Linked DNA regions of Mus musculus: region 2 is linked to region 1. A link is a contact called in public promoter capture Hi-C data. All regions are on one chromosome and are shown on one strand. The core of a region is the stretch at or near the end of the contact, and the rest is flanking DNA. Distances in the headings are between cores, read along the strand shown.

Evidence for each region. Capture Hi-C pulls out chosen DNA fragments and counts their contacts.
Region 2: a promoter capture Hi-C map of pancreatic islet shows a contact between it and region 1. The contact joins two enhancer-like sites. A contact is called at or near these places in 2 of 484 Hi-C or Micro-C datasets (cerebral cortex and embryonic stem cells), 1 of 115 datasets of contacts at active chromatin or transcription factors (embryonic stem cells) and 3 of 9 other capture datasets (adipose tissue, liver and pancreatic islet).

Annotation. Positions count from the first base shown.
Region 1 is chr2:157,787,710-157,791,220 of GRCm38.p6, reverse strand. It overlaps Ctnnbl1 (catenin, beta like 1), which reads right to left. Exons shown (of 16, transcript NM_025680.4): 4 at 2,090-2,229. Among named protein-coding and RNA genes, the nearest start is that of Ctnnbl1, 52 kb to the right of the region's middle. Within about 2 kb of position 1,965, at least 11 of the 459 cell types and tissues checked have an H3K27ac peak or open chromatin away from gene starts, as enhancers often do. A contact at or near this core is called in pancreatic islet, where this site is marked.
Region 2 is chr2:157,871,945-157,875,455 of GRCm38.p6, reverse strand. The region is part of intron 13 of Ctnnbl1 (catenin, beta like 1); the gene reads right to left. Among named protein-coding and RNA genes, the nearest start is that of Vstm2l, 41 kb to the left of the region's middle. Within about 2 kb of position 1,530, at least 57 of the 459 cell types and tissues checked have an H3K27ac peak or open chromatin away from gene starts, as enhancers often do. A contact at or near this core is called in pancreatic islet, where this site is marked.

The DNA of each region.
Region 1 (3,511 bases), core at 716-3,215:
TCACACTGTTTTGAATTAGCAGGAAAGAATGAATGGGATCCGAGATTCCAGAAACAAAACAGGTCATTTCTGTCTCAATATGCAGAGTGACAGGTGACTAAACAACTCTGTCAAGGGCATGACTCCAGGTATGCTTCAGGAAATGTAGGGACCAGGGACATTGATGTGCCAGCCTTGACTGCCAGTTAGCTGTGGGATGCACCTGAGAGAGCCAGATCCCTACAAATTTGCAGGCTGGCCTGTGTGGTAGAGGAAGACAGCCTTTCTCAAACTGAAAGCGGAAGGTGCCTGAGGACCACAGCTGAGGTTGTCTTCTGATCTCTACAAATGTACTGTGTCCTGTCCCAGTACCTGCACATGCACACACACACGCACAAATAACTACAGTAGCAAATGACAGATGAATCAACAAGGTGTAGGCTAACCTTGGTGGGACTCGGAAACCGACTATTCAGTCCGTGAATCAGAGCTAGACTGCCCCATCACTAAATCTGCCCTTGAGTAAACCAGTCTTGTATCAGGTACCTGGAACAGACAGAACAAATGTTTACCCCAATTCCTATGTTGAAACCTAATTTCAAAAGAGATAACTCATGTAGGCAGGGACTTCGGGAAGTGAAGAGGCCAGAGGCCTCACAGGTAAAGTCAATGTCCTTATAAAGAAACTTGGCAAGGTCCTTACCCTCTCACCATGAAAGGACACAGGGGGAAAATGGCTATGTGGAATCAGAAACCCAAATTACCAGATACTAGCATCGCCAGCCTTATGGGACGTCTAACACCAGAACTACAGAAAACAATTCTCTTAATCATATGAGCCACTTGTCCATGGTTCTTTGTAATAGCAGCCCAAGAGGCCTAAGACAATACCCAGTATGCTTATGGGCTAATGCTCTCTGAGCACCCGAACAGTGGACGCTGCTGAGGCCCAGCACTAAGCTCACACCTAAGAGCACTCAGTTGTGTCTATATGGGACAAATGACCATGTGGGACAGCTGGCTGGGAACCCCACAGCAAACCCTGTCAACCTGGAGATGGGCTGAGCCATTCTTAACAAGAACAGTACATGAAGCATCAGCAATGTCTTCAGATTGCCCTTCAAGAAGCCACATTAAAACTATTCACTGATTTATTTCTGTGAGAATTATCAGTCAGGAAAGAGCCTAGTCAGACATGCTCTCAGGAGAGAGATCACCAGAAAGATGAAACTAACAGAAGCAGAGCAGATTTCCTGTGACTGTCACTCAAGCAGACCCACAACATTTATCTCTTACCTTTGGAAATCTGGATTCAAACAACTAGACTCTGTTTAACGAACATAACCCCATGCACAGCACATGGAACACCAACATTGCAGCGACCACACGAACCGCAACAGAGACAGAGTATGAAACGGTTTCAGAAGTCATGACACAGAGTTTGTTACAGGGAACATTAGTAAGTGCCTACTACACGCCAGGAGCTATGTGTGACAAGCTAATGTCTCTGATTTCTTCGATAACACTGAGGGACAAGGTTTTTAACTCTAGCTTTGCAGGTGAAAATACCAAATTTTACTGAAAATGAGGCTAGGAATCAAGCCCACCTTGTCTGTTTAGGTCTAAAGCTCATTCGTCAAGTAGGAAATACCCAGTCTTCTTTTAAGGAACTTGAAAATAGTAGTGGACAAAACAGACAAGCTCTCCCATCCTCTGGACATCCCGACAAGCACTCTGCCACGGTTCACTGCCTCCTCTAGCCTCAATCCACAGAGCCATCTGTTAGCAGAATGATGTCTCCATCAACACATGCAAGTCTGTCTGCTCCTACCTCAATAAGGAGCCTCCAAATCCTGACCTGGAAACCTACCACTGGGGATGAGGGGTGCACTAGCACTGTCAGCCGGGACAGGTAAGGATCTGCCCCAGGCATGCTCATAGATAAGGCTCAGGCGTTCATGAGTAAAGAGCAATGTGCATTTCAGGAAGGAGGAGCGTAGAGTGGCAGGAGAACGGCGGCTGTGACAGCAGCCATCAGCAAAGACAGGCAGGTGGAGAGAGAAACCCGCTCCCTCGTGTCAGACTTCCACCGCACAGATCTCAAGGATATCTGTATTATCATGTCCCAGCAAGCCGAGAAGTGACTGCACGGCACTCAGCTCCACGAGAAGGTGGTACAGGTCAGGCATGGTGGCCACCACGTGCATCTCCTGAATGATGTCATTGAGGTCCAGCTCGGATTCCATGAACCTAGGAGGGGAGAACAGGGCAGGTCACTGAACGGCAAGGGGTAGTCTTGGCATGTGAGAGCCAACAGCAACACAATCCAGACTGACACAATCTGTCAAAATGTCGACAGCAGACCAACCAAGAAGTACACTCATCCAGACATCATACTGCCACACGGTTTCCTTGGGAAATCGATTTCCTCATTATAAAAATCAATCTTGGATTCAGATCTCATTACAGGGTCCCCTCACTCCTACAGCCACAGCTGCCTCCTAAGGCCCCCGAAGCCTTCGGCAGCAATAAATGTTCTGTCCTCCGGTCTTATGGATTAGCTACCATTACCCCTTGGGGTGCCATTTACTCTGGGGCGCTGGACTGGTCAGCCGCCCAAAGGAAAAGAATAAGACCCTGCAGCCTCCCAATAGCCACCCTCTCCTCCCTTCACACAAGCTCTAGTGAGGTAAGAGCGGGTCACAGTCAGGCTGATCTAGACTCTGACATTTTGCAATACTGTCCCTGTCACTTGTCTACCCTGAACCTTCTCACAAACCTGTCTAGACACAGGGAACAGGAGCACTTTGCGTTCCTGACCTCTGCATGCCCTCCACAGTGCCTGATGAACAAGACAGGAGTGTTTGTTCCCAGAAGCAAACGAGCTTCTGCAAGTACAGCCCCTGAGCAACGCCAGACCCAGAGTGACTGAGAGGACACGGCGGTTACACAGGCTCCACAGCCCAATCGCCTGGGCTTGAACCTGGCTCAGTTACTTTCTTGATGTGTCTATGTCTCAGTTTCCTCATCTGTAAGTGGGACAATAATGGTACCTATCCCCTGGGTGTTGTCAGATAACAGTCAACACATACAGGACTTAGAACAATGTCAGACTCCTAAGAAGCAGGAAGCCTGTACGTACTGCCTCTGTGCTGGGCCACTCCTGTTACTCTGTGCCTGGCTTCTCTTCTGGACTGTAAGCTTTGGACAGACAGGAATGCTGGGGTTTGTCTCCTACATGTGCAGATGCCCATCTCATTAAGTGGAGGCCTCAAAAAAGGAACATAAGCAGGGCCCATGGGAGCCACAAGCATTCTCCATGTTCTAGATGCTAAACGGCAGGCAGACACTGGAATCCAGAATCCATAAAGAGCAAACCATCAAGACTAGATTTGGTTAAAACATCCTCAGTTAATATCCCTTGTCATTGTTTTTCCTGTCATTAGTGTTAAGCACTTACAAATATATTTCATAAGTATAAAATATTACTTTTCACAGAAGACTGAGGAGAGAAAGGCCAGCCATTTAAGTA
Region 2 (3,511 bases), core at 281-2,780, 85 kb before region 1:
CCCTCTTTCAGAAATCCCTGCCAGCACCTATCTAATTACGTCTTGCTTCTGAAGGCAGCTTCTGTACGCTGAACCCACAGGGATCCTGGTCTTTTCTGGGCTTCAGCCTGTTTGGGGAGCCCAGTGAAATCTGCTGAGACAAGCGCCCTGGATATTTACTGATCACGAGGGCTGCTGCTTGCTGGAAGAGTTGGAAACATTACACGGCCTTTAAAAGTTCAAATCTTGTTAACCAGGAGCCCCTGGGGTATGTCCAACTTCACTCTGGATCTCAAGGACACTGAGTACAGCCGGAACACACTGGGCACCAACCAGCCCAAGGCATGGACGGCGCTCTCTTCCAGTTATGTACTGCTGTAGTAATATACTATGAACTGAAAATGCTAAAATAATCTAGTGCTGGAGGAGTCCCATGCATGCTTCTAAGCATGTTTGTTTCCTTAGTGCAGACAGCTGCAGGACTGGGGATGTTGCTCCACAGGAGAGCATTTGCCCTGCATGTGTAAGGCCCTGGCTTCTATTCCTAACACTGCAAGCAACAAGACAAGACCCATCACCAACCAAACACTATGCTACTGCTGCAGTCACATTAGAATCTACTTGTGTGTACTTTCAAGTATTTTCAGTGAGAGGGGTTGTGTGGGGTTTTGTTGTTTTGTAAACTAAGCACTACCAGCAAAAATGAAAGTTCTGGAACAACGTGGAGGTAGGCAGATCCCTCCATCCTTAACACCCAGGGGGCAGACAACGAACTCCCTCAAGGAGCAGTGGTCCTTTCCTCAGGCTCAGGGTGAAAATCTTAAGAGGAGACCATGCTGGGGTGGTGATGGTGCACACCTTTAGTCCCAGTACTGGGGAGGCAGAGACAGGTGGATCTCTGAGTTTGAGGCCAGCCTGGCCTACAGAGTGAGTTCCAGGACAGTCAGGGCTACACAAAAAGAAACCCTGCCTCAGAAAAACCAAAACCAACCAACCACCACCACCAACAAAATGACAGGCACAGAGGAAGCAAACAAGCACACTGCCTACCAGCTATGAAGGGACGGGTTTTATGACTATTTCTCTGAGGTGGGCACATATTTAATGAGATCTGACCTTGTAGGAGGCACTAGCTCTAATACCCAAGGCAGGAAGACAGGGCTGGAGGTGTAGGGAAGGCAGAGAACCAACTGGGAGTTAACAGGGACCTCCCAGAGAAAAGGAAACAAAGGCTCTCTGCCTGTTCCTGGTGCTGGGTCAGGCGTTACTTGTTATACCACTACCTACCCAGTTTCTCCAAGCACAAAAATTCAAACACCTTAAAAACAAATGGGGAAAAATAGTCCGGGCCAGTGAGGCTATGTGTCCTGAGCAGAGAGTCAGGGAAAGGCCACCTCCCTGGTCCCCCCTCCTCTCCCAGGGTCTGGCAGTAGACTGAAAAACCCCATCCCTACTTGGTGTGCATGTGGAAGAGTCACAGAGTCACTGGGGTGGCTTGAGCTGCCCTCTGGGTCCCTGGCTCTCCCCAGCAGCACACACCACACTCAGGTTTCTAATTGGCACTTGGGCCTCTCGTCTTTGGCCAGTGCCTGGTCCAGCACTTGGCCCAGAACAGGAGTCTATCAACATTTGCCAAATGACTGGATTCTCTCCACTGAATCTTGGTCAAGTGCAAACCACATACAGAGAAATGGAGGTTTTCAGGGAAAGGTTAGGGTGAGAGACACTGAAAAGCCAATGTTTGACTCTGTTATCTAGAGTGGGTGTCCTTTCAGGCTTAGTGAAATACTAGACCCTCATTCCTAATCTGAGGGTCACTGCCATCCAAATGCCTTAGAAATAGTGCTTGCATCAGCACTGGCTGAGGAGTTCCCACTCGGTGTAGAACGTCTGTACTGGGAGCAGGGAGAGCAGCTGTCCATGACTTAGAGAGGACAACAGGAGGAAGGGGTGAAAGGGAGCTTGTGTTGCTCTGTGACACAACACCCATGAGGTGGCTTCATCTGCCAAGACAGCCCAAGTGCTGGCAGCAAATGCCTCTCACCAACATGCCCCTCCTGCCTTGGCTCTTGGAGCAGCACGAGGCTGCTGAGCACTAATGGCCTTGGAATGTTTGCCAGTGCCCAGCAAAACGGCCTTGGCACCAAGGAGACAGCTGTTTGTCAGCGAATGGCAGGGCCCGAGTTGGTGGCACACAGCAGCCTGCTGGAGGCTGGGGGTGGGGCTGCAGCCATCACTCTCCCTCACTGCAAACCAATTCCACACCCTCTTCAATGCAGATAATGGATCATCTTTGGGGAAGCACACCAAGGACCCTAACAGTGACGTGCAAGGTGCTCCCAACACTCAAGTGCCTACTGGTCTTCCTCGGAGTGTGTACCCCCACCTCTAACAAAGCACCTGGCTGTGCCATTAAGTGAAACACTAAGCTAAAGGGACCTAGGAGCCACACGAGGAACAGTGACAAGCCATGACTGATAGTAACTTCAAGATGGTGTATCTGCCTCCCAGGTTTTCTTCTGCCACTTGGAATCTGCTCCAGCAGGTTCTATGAGGGGCTATGGCTGGGCTAGAGTTCCGGTGGTGTCATGGCTGCTCCCACACAGAAGTAGAGCATCTTCATTTGTGTCTAGTTGTCACTCTCACAAAGAAAGGCTCCCTTACTGTGGCACTCATCAGTCCCCCAGTGCCCCTCAGGTATCAGATAGAATGAAGGAGGGGGTGAGGAGCGTGCCTAGGTACCTAAGCCTAGCTCAGTGTTTACAGACTCAGCCTGTACCTGAGGTTGTATCTCTGTGTGAAGAAGAAAGTCCCTATTAATCAATTCAATCAATCAGCCAACACTTGAGCACTGACTGGGCTTAGAGATCACAGGCAAGCTCCAAGACTGAGTCACAGTTACAGTCTACTGCTCTGCCTAGGTGGACTTGTGCTTTGTGTCAGAGTTGAAGTGGCAAAGAAACAAGTCTCAGGCTCCTCTGTTCACCCCAGCTCCAGCTTGGCTGTGCAATGCAGATGAGCAGAGTTCTGCAGGCTGCGGGGTGGATGCCCAACACTCCTGGCAGAGAGGCTCCAAAGCTGCGAGGGTCTCTTCAAGGTGAGAATTGAGAGATTCAGAAAATCAAGATCACAAGGAAACTTGGGGCTCCGGCAGACTGCTAAAAGCAGGAAAGGGCTCACACTGTACTGTGGCTACACACTGGGGGGTGTCCACAGGTCAGAACACAGACTGGACAATAGGGAAATGTGAAAACTTGCTCTACTTAAGATGTGTGCTAAGTAAGGCATAGGCCTGGAGACTGAATGATATAGAGGCAGGGAGAATCGGGGGAGGGCAGCAGCTAACAGAAGAGTAGGTAAGACCCCTCAAGAAGGAAACCCAGCCAGGCTCATGAGTTTCCTGGGTCCTCAGAAAGCTGCAGGACCAGAAGACAGGACCAGGTATGCCAGCTTAGGGCGTGGCCTGGCCACAGAGGTGGAGCCTTTACTCCATGTGCCTTCTGCATATGGGAAGCTGGATCTGCTGACTTCT